Regions from separate parts of the Mus musculus genome. Here all the other regions are linked to region 2. The links are chromatin contacts, called in public HiChIP or PLAC-seq maps. All regions are on one chromosome and are shown on one strand. The core of a region is the stretch at or near the end of the contact, and the rest is flanking DNA. Distances in the headings are between cores, read along the strand shown. Region 1 overlaps Dnah14 (dynein, axonemal, heavy chain 14). Region 2 holds the start of Pycr2 (pyrroline-5-carboxylate reductase family, member 2). Region 3 has its middle 13 kb from the start of Gm32767.

The links. HiChIP or PLAC-seq counts read pairs in DNA pulled down with a chosen protein or histone mark.
Region 1: a contact with region 2 is called in an H3K27ac HiChIP or PLAC-seq map of trophoblast stem cells, with 10 times the contacts expected there. The contact joins the enhancer-like site here to the promoter of Pycr2 in region 2. A contact is called at or near these places in 2 of 39 promoter capture datasets (3T3-L1-derived adipocytes and embryonic stem cells), 3 of 115 datasets of contacts at active chromatin or transcription factors (large pre-B cells, pancreatic cancer cells and trophoblast stem cells) and 1 of 9 other capture datasets (embryonic stem cells).
Region 3: a FOXA1 HiChIP or PLAC-seq map of pancreatic cancer cells shows a contact between it and region 2. The contact joins the enhancer-like site here to the promoter of Pycr2 in region 2. A contact is called at or near these places in 3 of 39 promoter capture datasets (embryonic stem cells, neural stem cells and pre-B cells), 3 of 484 Hi-C or Micro-C datasets (the G1E-ER4 cell line, the P5424 cell line and erythroblasts), 1 of 115 datasets of contacts at active chromatin or transcription factors (pancreatic cancer cells) and 2 of 9 other capture datasets (embryonic stem cells and liver).

Annotation. Positions count from the first base shown.
Region 1 is chr1:181,621,934-181,626,351 of GRCm38.p6, reverse strand. It overlaps Dnah14 (dynein, axonemal, heavy chain 14), which reads right to left. Exons shown (of 87, transcript NM_001377039.1): 17 at 4,372-4,418; 18 at 3,315-3,659. The region is part of intron 2 of Gm33612 (a long non-coding RNA gene); the gene reads left to right. Among named protein-coding and RNA genes, the nearest start is that of Gm33612, 3.1 kb to the left of the region's middle. Within about 2 kb of position 2,566, at least 36 of the 459 cell types and tissues checked have an H3K27ac peak or open chromatin away from gene starts, as enhancers often do. A contact at or near this core is called in embryonic stem cells, pancreatic cancer cells and trophoblast stem cells, where this site is marked.
Region 2 is chr1:180,902,090-180,906,313 of GRCm38.p6, reverse strand. Pycr2 (pyrroline-5-carboxylate reductase family, member 2) reads right to left here and starts at 2,040. Exons shown (of 7, transcript NM_133705.2): 1 at 1,784-2,040; 2 at 1,500-1,570; 3 at 261-440; 4 at 1-151. The coding sequence starts at 1,850.
Region 3 is chr1:181,551,118-181,555,505 of GRCm38.p6, reverse strand. No RefSeq gene overlaps it. Among named protein-coding and RNA genes, the nearest start is that of Gm32767, 13 kb to the right of the region's middle. Within about 2 kb of position 2,560, at least 113 of the 459 cell types and tissues checked have an H3K27ac peak or open chromatin away from gene starts, as enhancers often do. A contact at or near this core is called in the G1E-ER4 cell line, neural stem cells and pancreatic cancer cells, where this site is marked.

The DNA of each region.
Region 1 (4,418 bases), core at 1,317-3,816, 720 kb before region 2:
TCCAGTCAGTGGTCCTCTTTGATTGTGTTTACTGATTAGGTGTTATTTTCTCTACTTTGCATACAAGGAACCAAGTCTCAGATTAGTCTAAGATTAGGTATGTGCTAAGTTACAGAACTGCAATTCAGTGACCATCAGAGAAAGCTCTCCTTGCAATAGATGGCAGTTAACACCGAGATCCACAAAGGGTCACGGTGGAAAGCATGAGGAACTGTAAACGCTGATCACTATGTGGGACACCCATCACAACCCTTTCCTCAAAGCTTGGAGTTTTAGAGGTGAGGGGGCAGGGCTAGTGGGTGACTTCAGAGAAACGGTGTTTTCTGGACACAACAGGGCAGGTGCATCTACATCCCCCAGGGGCTGTAACAGAGTGCACAGGCCTGTACAAGGCCAAGCCTAAGGACACCTCAGCATGGAGAGGGGAGGTAGGCAGGCAGGAAGTCCCACCCCTAGCTAGGGAGCTACCAGTATTTGTTAGCTTTTGGAAGAGGGAAAGTCGGTTTTCTTTAATGGTTCCATCCAGAGTAGGCTCTAATTCCCAAGAGTTGCTGGGCAAAGCAGACTGGACCTTGACGGATTTAAGAGGGAGGGGAGGAGAAAATATAAATTTGTGGAGTAGGGATGTGGGGTGGATATCTGGGAGAACTTGGGGAAGGGGGTGAAAAGTATCAAATTAATTGTATGAAATTCTCAAGGAATTAATAAAAACATTATTTGGGGGAAAATGAATGAATATAACTTTAAGAGATGGTAAGAGGAGGCTCTTAAAAGATAACTCTATTGATGCATTGCATTGCCTAGCTTCCTAGCCCCATAATGGGCATGTTGCCTTCTTCTGCCCTGCTGTCTAACAGGATGTGACATTAGAGATGCTTAGGGAAAGGCACACTGTGAGCTCAAAGCAGCCAGTATTCCCAGCGACTGTTGCCTGTGCCCTGGACTACTTGCTGCTGGGCCCTACTTGCCCTTGGGGGTTGGAGGTGAGGTAGCACAGAGTCAACAACACAGACTCTGGGAGCAGGTGGGAAATGTCACAGCAAGCTCATCTGAGCACTGCTGCAAGCTCCTTTAATACCCTCCACCAGTGCCCCATTCATCCCAAGAAAGCATCTCTTCTAAACAGCAGTTCCTGATTGGCTGGCATTGGCTGGCACCACCAATCCTTGGTCTCTCAGGCAGTCCTAAATTAGGTACTCCTGTAGATGTTTTTTTGTGGCTACGTGGCCCCCGGTGTTTATATATAGGTGGCCCTCCCTACCGTCCCTGCTACAAGTCACTATGTGGGCACTACTACTTCCCACAAGAGAAATTAGTTCTAACTTGTGTAGGCGACAGCTCTGTTGCTGTTGCTGTTGCACGTGGGAGTCATGTGCAACTGAATCTAGCTACATTAACTCCTGCCTGCAATATCCTGCCTGTCAACTCCGCTTCCACGCCACTGGCGCTTCTCCTTTTGCAATTAACATCTTTCTTGAAAATTATTCCTGGCCCACTCAAGCTCTGTTCGCTACTTTGGATAAGGTTTGATGCAACATTAGACTTGGTATGTGTGAGAATGCTGCTATCCTCTCACAGTTATACTGCAGAGGCACAGTCGATGGGCAGCTTGTAACTTTGGGTTTAAGAAGTATTGGAAGTCTGGCTGGATAAAGAAAAAAAAATGATAGCTGTTATCATAAACTCTGGTCTTGAAACCTGTCTTGGGTACTATGGGAGGATGCTGGTACAGGCAACAGCTAGGATACTGGGATCCATATTTGTTCTACAAAGCAGACAAGCCATAGCCTAGTGAGTCTATGGGGAACAATGATGTCAGACAATGATGTGCGTTATAAAGCCAAAAAAAAAAAAAAAAAAAAAAAAAAAAAGAGATGGGCAGTGACATGGGGCGCAGTCTTCCACGTAGTTACAGAAAGTTCTAAAGGAAGTGATATTTAATAAAACACACATGTAAGTGCTGAGGAGGGACTGAGTTGGGTAAAGTACTTGCAAGTGTGAGGACCAAAGTTTGCATCTCCATAAACTACACAAGAGCATGCATGTCTATAATCCCAGGAGTCCTACGGCCAAATCAAGTGGAGAAGAATTTCTGGAAGCCCAAGGGCCTCTAATCTGGTTTATGTGATACAAACAAGAGACACTGTGTCAAACAACTCCTGAAGTTTGCCTTTTGACCTCCACATGTTATGGCAAATGTATGTGTCACATTCACATACAGAAATGCACTTATACACAGATAAAGACTAAACACAAAAACAAATGTAATCACAGTACTTTGGGATTTTCTGAGTATAATACTTATATGTATTTTTGATTGTATATCATCAAGTTATAATCTAATCTGAAATTTTCTTATGAAAAGGTGTACCTGCTTGTATTATGAATGCTAACTATGCTCCCCCAAAAAACTGTTTGCACGATAGGGTCTGCACATAGCTTCTGGGAACCTGCCCTCAGTTAGCTCTGACTGGTAAATAAAGAAAGCAGCAGCTGAGAGCTGGGGAGGACAGACAGAGGCGAGAGCTTGGCGTTTCCTGGGCTTGGGACGGGAGGAGAGGAAGGGGAGATGGCTTAGGAGAGTGTGGAGGGAGGAGAGACAGAGTCTGCCATGGGGTAGAGAAGCAAGGAGAGCACCCAGATGTCTAATTGGAGTGAAGAGTAACCAAGATGGAACATAAGAATTAATAAGTGGTAACTAGGAATTACTGGCAGAGGTAGGTTCTTGTTGGGGCCCCAGAAGCCTCTGGAATCTTGTTCCAGGGCCATTATCTAACACTCTTTTGCTTCTTCCACTATCTTGCTTCCGTTTTGTAATTGACTCAGGACATTTACAATGTGGGGCATTCCTTTCCCTTTACAATGAGGGCACTCCTTTCTGGACCTTTTACAATGGGGACATTCCTTTGACCTTAGTGTGTTACCTAGCACTGTGGTTTGGCCTGTGTACCTGAGCAAATTCTGTTTGCGGTTTTCAGCTTTAAAAAGCCCCCCATCTCCCCTGAGTAAACGAGGCTTGAACAGAATTTTTGTCTTGCATCCTTCTTTTGTGTCTTCTAATCCCAAAATTTGTTGTTGTAGCTCCCTTCCCTCGAGAATCCTGTTGTTTAAACAAGTCCTGCAGGTTGGGGCAGGTTCTCGCAGCGTGGAGGCCAGCTATTGTGCTGCTTAAGGCATATAAAAATATAAAGGCTGTGTATGTGTGTCTCACTTGGGAACATAAATGTTTGAGGTGGGAAGTGACCCCCCCCCCTTCAAGCTGGGATTCATTAATAATTAATTCAACAAAAAAGAGGAAAAAAATAAAGACTTACTTCTAATAGATTTGCACTTTTTTCCTCAATGGTACATTGTAACAGGTTGTAGCTCATTTGTATGATGCCATCAACATATGGTAAGCATGCTAATTGATAATCCAGACTATTCACATAAAAAATTCCAATACGTATCTCAATAGTCATGGTCACGATTTGCTTTAGGTAGCTTCTGAATTTATGTATTATTCTTTTAAACTCGATGGATGTCAAGTTCGTCATGAATGGCAGTTTTGTAGTCATGACTTTGGCCTTTTCTACTATGTAACAATATTTCAGAAACCTGCAGCTGTAGTCGCTAACCAAGCCCACTGAATTACCAATAATAGTCAGCAGAGTCACAATCTGTGAATGAAAACGTCAAGATGGTTAGCATGTTCCACCTGGAAATAGAAGCCTTACTAAAAGCTTTTATCTGCATTGTTGGGCAAGCTGATGGTTACTGTCAAATGATGGTCTTTGTACAATTCATTCTGTTTAGAACTGGAATTAAATATTGCCATATGTTGGAAACAAGACTAAGAAAAATAGATAACATGACTTTCATGCAAAGGTTACTCAGATATTTAATTTGTAATCAAGGTATTATTTTGAACTATGTCCTAGAGAGACCAACCATCTAGCTCACTGCCTGTCGTCCGACTTTCTCCTCACACAGTCCCAGAGCAGGCTGGGCCTGTGTATTTCTGATTTCACTTAGTTCCTAAGACATAGTTTATCTGGTTAGGACAGAGTTCGGACACAAGCTGAGATAGTTATATTCTACTGTGAATTTGGACAAAAAAAAATGCATTTAAGTGGTTAGGGAAGGGCTGGAAAATGGAAAACCAACATCTTGGCAAACCAAAGTCATGAAAGAACCGCAGGGAAAAAAACTCCTTTCCACAGTGGAAACATGAAAAACCGTGGTAAGTGGAGCCCAGAGACCACAGGGGAGACAAACTGGAATGATGCTAGGATGCTCTGAAGGTTTCCATACATCACGTTCATGTAATAATTGCACTAGGGTTCTGCTTCCTTACCAACCACTTCCAAGATGTCTGATCTCGAAACTTACTTTGTTCTGGTAGTCAGTGTCTGTGTCAAAGAGGATATAGAAATCTG
Region 2 (4,224 bases), core at 791-3,290:
CCACACTGCTCATCAGCTGCTCCAAAAGCTTGCCGTCTTCCACCAGAGCATGGGTGCCCGTGGCATACACGGTGGCCCCCTCTCGGACCACCACGGGCGTGTTGGTCATGCAGCGGATCACTTTGGGGGCCGGCTGGAAAGCCATCAGCTTCTAGAGGAGGAGAGCAAGCCAACTGAGTGTCCAGGACATAGCTCCCTCGGATCTGAGCCACTCCCAGGCCACCCCTCCTCTCACACAATGGGCACCGGGGCAACAGCACCTTCTCCACAGAACTGATGGTGACCCCGGCTGCACAGGAGACCACGATGTGCCTCTCCTGCACGTCGGCTCCAATCTCATCCAGGATGAAGGGGATGATGTGGGGCTTCACAGCCAGGAACAGGACGTCGCTGTGCCGCACAGTGTCCTTATTGCTTCGGGTCAGATTCACACCCATCCTCTGCAGTAAGGAGTAGGGGACCCTGTCCGTAATGCTAGGTAATATGGCTGAGCCCGTGCCACCCATAGAATAGCAGACCCTCTCTGTCAACTGTAGCCAACACTCTGTTCTGTGCCTTCAGGGCTCCGTGACTATCCCCAAATGGCAGCTTTCCTTTCCTGCCACCGGACAAATAGGTACAAAATGGTAAGCTGCTCCACCATGGCCAGGAAAGTGGCTGTCCCCTCAACCCCAGCAATCTCGAACCTCTCTGCCAGGTGAGAGAGAACTGATGGAAAGAGCTGAGCACCCAGAGTCTGGAAGCAGAGCTGCAAAGCCCACTCCCAACCTCACAGCTGTTTACCGGAGTAACAAGTCTCCACGGGGCCCCCTCTAGGGCTCTGAGGTGCATAGCTGGGGTCCTACAGCGTTGGGGACATAAGCCTATACTAGGCACAAACAGTATCCACAGTGCTTCATCTGCTCACCTGTCCCACATTGGCCAGATGTTAGAAGACTTGGGACATTAAGCTTTATTGAATAAAGAAACTACGTAACTCACCAAGTCCCCTAGCAACGCTGTCATTTACAACATCGGTAAGCAGAATTTTCCAGACTTAGAAGCCAACACGGGCTATGCAGTGAAATTCAAAGCAGACTAACAAAAAGAACCTTTTTTTTTAAAGAATTATTTATTTATTATATGTAAGTACACTGTAGCTGTCTTCAGACACTCCAGAAAAGGGCATCAGATTTTGTTAAGGGATGGCTGTGAGCCACCATATGGTTGCTGGATTGAACTCAGGACCTTCGGAAGAACAGTCTGTGCTCTTACCCGCTGAGCCATCTCACCAGCCCAAAAAGAACCTTTCTTATATGCCTACTTTCACCCCAGTAGGATCCGACACTAACTTTGCCTGGGAGCTCCCACCACACAAGGCTGCCTCAGAGAAGGTGCAGGGCTTACAATGATGACTTCCCTAAAGGAGAGTCGGAGCCTGCCAGACTCAGGGCATCTCCGGACACGCTTTTCCTGGGCCTCTTCCTCTTGCCCACTTCCCTCCATCCCTCCTAGCCTACCCTGAGCGCAGACACCGTGGGCAGGTCCATATCCGGGGAGCTGGCTATTATCTTGTGAGCCGACAGGACGCCTACAGAAAACAAAGTTTTTCAACTGTAGATCATGGCCCAATCATGCAGTCCATCAATGGAAGCCAACAGCAGCTCTAGCAGTGCCGGCCTCCGACGCTATGCTCCCAGCAGATGGATGCAAATCTACCATCCATTCACATTCACTCATCGCCCACCCACCCACTCACTCACTCGTTCACTCTGGTGAGAGGGAAGGCTGACCACGCGCTCACCCGCGGCCGTGAAGCCCCGCGCCAGAGCACAGGCCAGCTGGCCTGCGCCGATGAAACCCACGCTCATGGCCGCAGGATCCCGGCGAGCGCCGATCCGGGGACTCTGGGGATCCCGGGGTCAGTGTCCGCGCGTGGAAAAAGATGGACCCGAATTGCTCGGAACAGCTTTCAAACCGGGATGCACCAGATGAACTGCTAGAGAGGCCCCAAGTATCCCAGAGCATCCACCGCCAAATACGCAGCCTCCGGTTGGCCACGTGTCCAAGGCAACCAATCCGAGGCTCGGGTCTGGGGCGGACCAATCGGCATCGCCGTCAGGCCGTGCGCCCGCCTCCTGATCGCGCAGCGGGTGGAACCTGTTAGCTCCGCTGGTGCGGGTCTGCTTGGCCCTGCCTGGGACACTGGTAATTCCTGGTTAGAAGAGTTGGTTTCTAACTCTGGTTCAGGAGTGAGATCTCCAAAACGCCTATTAGAGATGTACCCCTCATGGACACCAGGCTACAGCTAGCCAGCTTCGGCATGCTCCTTCCGAAGTAGAACTAGGTAGAAAAGACGAATTACTAGATCATGATTTGTTGATTTATTTAGTGATTTCCTTAAAGCACTGCTTGCACGGCCTGTTGGCCAAGCATGACTTCTCTTGCTACCCGGAACAGGGCGACCTGGAGAAACAGCTGAGACAGTGAGAAATGACTGCTTGTTTGTCCACCCCACCTTGTGGTTTTAGAGTATACAAAGAGACCCAGCATCGAAGCTTTTCAGGAGCTGTCCCGAATCACCAGTGACATCTCCTCTCTTCCATTAGAATTGTATTGTTTATTCCCAGAAAGATTTCTCGAAACATGTCCAGACGCACCAGAGGGCTCAGGAACAGCCACAAGTTGGGTTTGACTTTTGGAAAGTGTTTCACTATGTAGCCCAGGCTGTTCTTGAACTAGTGACCTTCCTGCCTCATCCTCTTGAGGGATGGGATTATAGGCGTGTAGTACATACATTTCTATAGTATACCAATCATAAGCAGTTTCCCAACGCCACCGAAACGTTATTTTACACAAGATTCTAACGTGTATTTATTCCATTAATGGACGAACCAAACAGTTAAAGTGGAACGATTTTTTTTTTCTGGCCAGAATCTCTTGCTTTGTTGCCCAGGCTAGACTTAAGTTCCTGAACTCAATGGACCTTCCTACCAGTCTTCCTAGAATTGGAAACTACATACATACTATCTGCTTTCTTGTATTCTGCTACAGTGAGGTAGATGAATAGCTACCTTCCCACCCAGCCATTTGGGACACACCCTCCAGGAGTGCCCCACCCTGACCCTACCGTCCAGCCCTTCCCTTCCGGACCTCCCAGCCAATAGGAAAACCAGTTCAGCCTCCTCCCTCCCCTCTCCCCGGGTTCTCCGCCCCCAGCATCATTTTTATCAGTGCCTCAGGGCCTTCACCCTTGTCTTATCCTTAAGTAACACGCCTGCCCCTTCTGAGAATTAGGAAGAACCAGACAATGGGACAGAGTACTGAGGTGTCCCAGGCTAGGCAGATGGCCAATCTGCAGCAGCCAACCCTCCCTTAGCTCCCTGTATTACACAGGAATCCATGTCTATTACCCAAAAATTAGGTTCAGTAGAAAGCTATGTCTTTCTTTTTCTTTCTTCTTTCTTCTTTCTTCCTTCCTTTCTTTCTTTTTTCCTTTCTTTCTCTTCTCTCTCTCTCTCTCTCTCTCTCTCTCTCTCTCTCTCTCTCTCTCTCTTTCTTTTTCAGTATTTCAGATGAAACCCCGGCCTTTTACATATCAGGCGTGGGCTCACCGTCTTCAGTCTCACCATCGAAGGAGAACCAATATGACAGTTTTTGGAGAATAGCTCTCTATTTCCTTTGAAGACATCTGAGAATAGATTTAAATCTTGATGTCTTTGTTAGAACACTTCAGCGAGATAAGCCAGGACAGGTTGTGCAGATCTTGCAATGGCTGGAGTCTAGAGGCAGAGGCAGGATGTTTGAGAGTTCCAGGCCAGTCTGGGATATATGACAGAAGAAACCCTGCCTCGAAAAAATAAATTATGGGCTGGTGAGATGGCTCAGTGGGTAAGAGCACTGACTGCTCTTCCGAAGGTCCTGAGTTCAAATCTCAGCAACCACATGGTGGCTCACTACCATCCATAATGAGATCTGACACCCTCTTCTGGTGTGTCTAAAGTCAGCTACAGTGTACTTATTTATAATAATAAATAAATCTGTGGGCCACAGCAAGCAGGGACTGAGGGAGCAGGGTTGATCAGAGCGAGCGGGGCAGACCAGAGTGGGTGGGGTTGACCAGAGGAAGCAGAGGTCCTAAAGTCAATTCCCAGCAACTACATGAAGGCTCACAACCAGTTAAAGGGTACTCATATACATAAAATAAATAAATCTTTAGAAAAAAAAGAAAAAATGAATTAAAGT
Region 3 (4,388 bases), core at 1,311-3,810, 650 kb before region 2:
ACCGTCTCAGCTCACCCAGATACATTATCTTCTCCTTCTCTTTGATGGGTGTGGAAGCATGAGTATTTTGTCAGATGAATTTACACACATCCATCCCTGCTACTATTACTTGACGTTTTTCACGTGAGCTGAAATGGAACCACGTGCTCAGCGGAGAAACATATGTCACCCAAGAACTCCAAGGTGCCTGCCTGGTCTCAAAGCACGTGTTCCGCTGAGATGTGGCTCAGAGATAAGAGAGTGCTTACCTAGCAAGTCAGGACCTAGAGGCCATCTTCTCACACAAACCCGAAACCAAACGAACCAAAGGAAACACCATGAAGTGGCTGCTGAGATAGATGGCTCAGGGTTGGAGCCTCCGCCGCTTAGGCATTTCTTCTTCTGCAGAAGCCAAGGGCAGTAGTTTGGCTGGGGCTGCCTTTGCTGGGCATTGGCTCAACCAAACGAACCAAAGGAAACACCATGAAGTGGCTGCTGAGATAGATGGCTCAGGGTTGGAGCCTCCGCCGCTTAGGCATTTCTTTTTCTGCAGAAGCCAAGGGCAGTAGTTTGGCTGGGGCTGCCTTTGCTGGGCATTGGCTCAGCTGATTGGTTGGACTAATCTAGACTGGTTTGGCTCGCTGTATCCTCTCATTCATCTCCTAGGGTAAAGGAGCAGCCACTGTCTGAGACATAGTATAGCCCTAATGTCCGAGTACCAAAACCTCAACAGAAACCAAAACACTCAATAACACAGGGTTGAGATTTGGTCTTATGCTATGTATTGTAAGTGCTGACCCGCGAGGCCTAGTTGCCCCAGAGACAAGAGAGTCCACTATGTAACCTTCTTTCTGATTGGTGAATAAAGATGGTGCGAGCCAATGGCTGGGCAGAAGAGACATGGGTGGGGCTTAGGGTCCCCGACTTGGGGTCAGAACCACAAAAGAGAGAGAGAAGTTGTTGAATGGAGAAGAAAGCTGTCATGGGATAAGAATCTTAAAATAATGGCCATGTGGGTTGGGTTGGCTAATTGGAGTTAAGAGCAGCCCAGAGGAAACATAGCAAATTGTGTATGGGATTATTGGCTGGGAAATAGATATAATAGCAAAGAAGATAGAAACCTGCCAAGCTCTTGTGCTGATTAAGGCTTGTTATAAATATGAAAGTTGTGTGAAAAAAGAAAGGTTGTGTATATCTTTTATCTGGGAACTAAATGGTCAAAGGTGGGGTAGAAACCCTTGATTAGGATTAAATATTTATATAACACACAGGAACCTTTTGCTCAAGTGCGACAAGCAATTCACTGGCCACAGAGCGTCAGGTGGCCATGCACAGCGTTATTCAACTTGTATTTCAGCAATAAACCTCTTACTGCAAACATTGCAGGGAGCCCACGCAGGGAGCCCCACACAGGGAGCCCACGCAGGGAGCCCCACACAGGGAGCCCACGCAGGGAGCCCCACACAGGGAGCCCACGCAGGGAGCCCACGCAGGGAGCCCACGCAGGGAGCCCACGCAGGGAGAGGGATTACTATATGGTATTGGCGGAAAACTCTAGAAACAAATCTAAATGTTCAGCAAGTGAAGTCCATAAAACAAAAAATACTATACTCATACAAGGAACCGCAATGAACTATGATCAATAGCTATAAAGGGAATGGGCCGCATCCACACTCAACTAACTTCTCAACTCGAAACCTGAAACTGTACTGTTGAGAGGAGAAATCAAGTTGATCGTATTGGTTACTGTAACATTTCAGTAACCTGCAAATGGGGAGAGGAGGACGGGAGAGGACGGAAAAAGAGAGAAGGAGGGAAACAGAGAGGGAGGAATTAAATCAATTTCTCGAGGCATTTTTGTTTTGTTTTGAGATCGTCTCCCTGTGTTGCCCATCCTGACCCATAGCTGTCTATCCTCTTGCCTTGGCTTTCTGAGTGCTAGGAACCATAACAGGCACACGCTACCATGCCTGGCTTGCGATGTCATTTAAAAGACACAATTCAGCCAACATGTAAAGTCCTCCACCCCCAATGCAGAAGTAAATGGATGCCTCTTTGGGACCCCAAAGTTCCTCAACGGGGAGCAGATATTAGAGATTTAGCCAAGAGAGATGATTGTGTTGAGTCACAGAAACCCCTGTCTGTAGCCGCACCCTCCTCTTCTTAGATATGACCGTCACATCCGTGGGTGTTCATCAGGGTGGTGAGTGGGTGTCGACCTTCTGAAGGCAGCTCTGAACTTTCCCAGTTCTCCAGCCAGCAGTGTAAGCTGCCATCTGTTCAGGGACACAGAGGCCCAGGTGCCAGGCATCCTCAAACCACACCCTCTGCTCTTCTTCTGGGTGGGGGTGGGGGTGTCTGAAAGCCCATTTTCTTCACGGGCTTTGAGAGCTCCTGTCCCCTGCAGCATATTACTAAATGCTCTCCGGGGAGCAAGGAGTGATAAACTTAGAAATCAGCCAGATCTCCCGCAGTGACTAAGGACTTAAAAGGAGGAAATGATTAAGGAATCACTGAGCTGTCTGAGGGACCAAGGAGTCCCTCCACCCTGAGTCACAGGGCATAAAAAGTTACATCATAGCCAGGGTTGACTTGCATAAGTGGGGATGCTGATGCCTGTCAGGGGACGGCTCTGCCAGGGGCAACACAGTAGTGGCACATGTGCCGAGGCTGCTCAACTGGACAGAGCTCTCCAAGTACCAGTGAGAAGCCTTGAAGTCACCCTCTTCCAGTGAACCTCTCTTTATGTCCTAAGAGTAAACATGACATGGCTGGCAAATGGACCGGGCAGCCCTGGGAAAAAAAGCAGCTGGTGTGGTTTTGCTGCCATCTGCCAAAGTCTGGAGTGCCCTCATTTGTCAGTCCAGTTCTCTGGCTGTCTCTGCCTTGCTGTCCTGGCAGCTAAGTAGGCTGTGACTCTCCCTCCCCCTCCTTACACAGCTCTTAGGCTCCTGCTGTCCTGCTCTTTCTGTTTCAGTCCCTTGGTTCTAGCAGTATCCTGCTGGGACTTGAATTCCCATGTCCTCTAAGCTGCACAGGGCTGGGACAGGGGGTTGGAGGTTTCTAATGTACAGATAAAGTTACTAAGGTTTCTGGCTTTAGGTGTCACCTAGAAGGCCTCCCTGATTACTTAACTCCTTTCTCCCATGGCAGTACAAGAACTGATCCCATAAAAGAACTTGTCAAAAACCAGGAGGAAAAGCAAGCTAGGCTCCCTCTGGTTCACCTCCAATAGCAGTGACTGCAGGATATCCTAAGCCTGACTCCCAGGCACTAAGGATGGAGGAAGTAATACCTACTTTAGAGAGGGGCAACAGCAAGTCAGGAAATAAAGTCAAGCTGCAGAGGCCACAGGACAATCCCTTGTCCTCCACTCCCCAAAGATGCCTCCCTAGTGAAGGTCCTTATTACCCTGCACAGCAAGTGGGACATCAGCCAGCAAGGACTTTACTAGCTCATTTTCTCTGTGCTAGCATAAGAAAGAGTGCAACTTGCTGGCTGAAATGGCAAAAGGGAAATAAAAACATGCAAGCAAAGAAGGAAGCAAAGAAGGAAGAGAGGAGGGAAGGAAGGAAGGAAGGAAGGAAGGAAGGAAGGAAGGAAGGAAGGAAGGAAGGAAGGAAGAAAGGAAGAGAGGGAACAAGGGAGGGAGGAAAGAAGGGAAGAAGGGAGGAAAGAAGGGGGGCAGGAAACACTTCATCTCAGATTCAAAAGTGCTTTTGACCCCTTGTGGCTCCAAGTCGCTCCATCATAGCAGCAACCACAGCCTTGGCTTTGCTGTGAAACTTTGCAGCCAGAAACTGGATCCACCCATCCTCTGGCCGTGGATAGACCCAGCTTTCTCACCAGCCTTGCAGGGAGAAAGTGAGAGGCCTCTACAGTTATCCACACAGAATCTCCCTTCCTTGCAACCTGTTCATCAAATCCACAACTCCTTTGGGTTTGTCTTCTAAGAAGAACCACATGGGTTTACTCCCTGCTGTCTAAAGAGCTCCACTTCCCAATGGCAAAAGCATGCAGGGTTGCTGGACAGGGTGGCCATGCAGAGGTGAGGAGCTGAGAGGGGATAGAGGGAGCTAAGATTCAATGTGGATTCTTTTCTCTACATCCCCTGCTGAGATTTCCTTGGCATCTTGGTAGCACAGGGAGGCAAAGTTCCAGCCAGGCTGAGAGTAAGGAAGAGGGATTAATGCCTGTGGTGGTCAGCTTCCCGATAGTGTAGAACACGTTGGAGTGACAGCAACTTATTCTTAAACAGCAAAGTTTGGGTTCTTAGTCTGTGATCACTTGATTCCATTCTTTTGGGGTCTGGGGTGGGATAACACATTATGCTAGGGACAGGCAGCATGCTTACTGTTCTCCCCAGGGCAGTAGGAAGTGAACTGAAGAGGCAGGACTATGGTCACAAT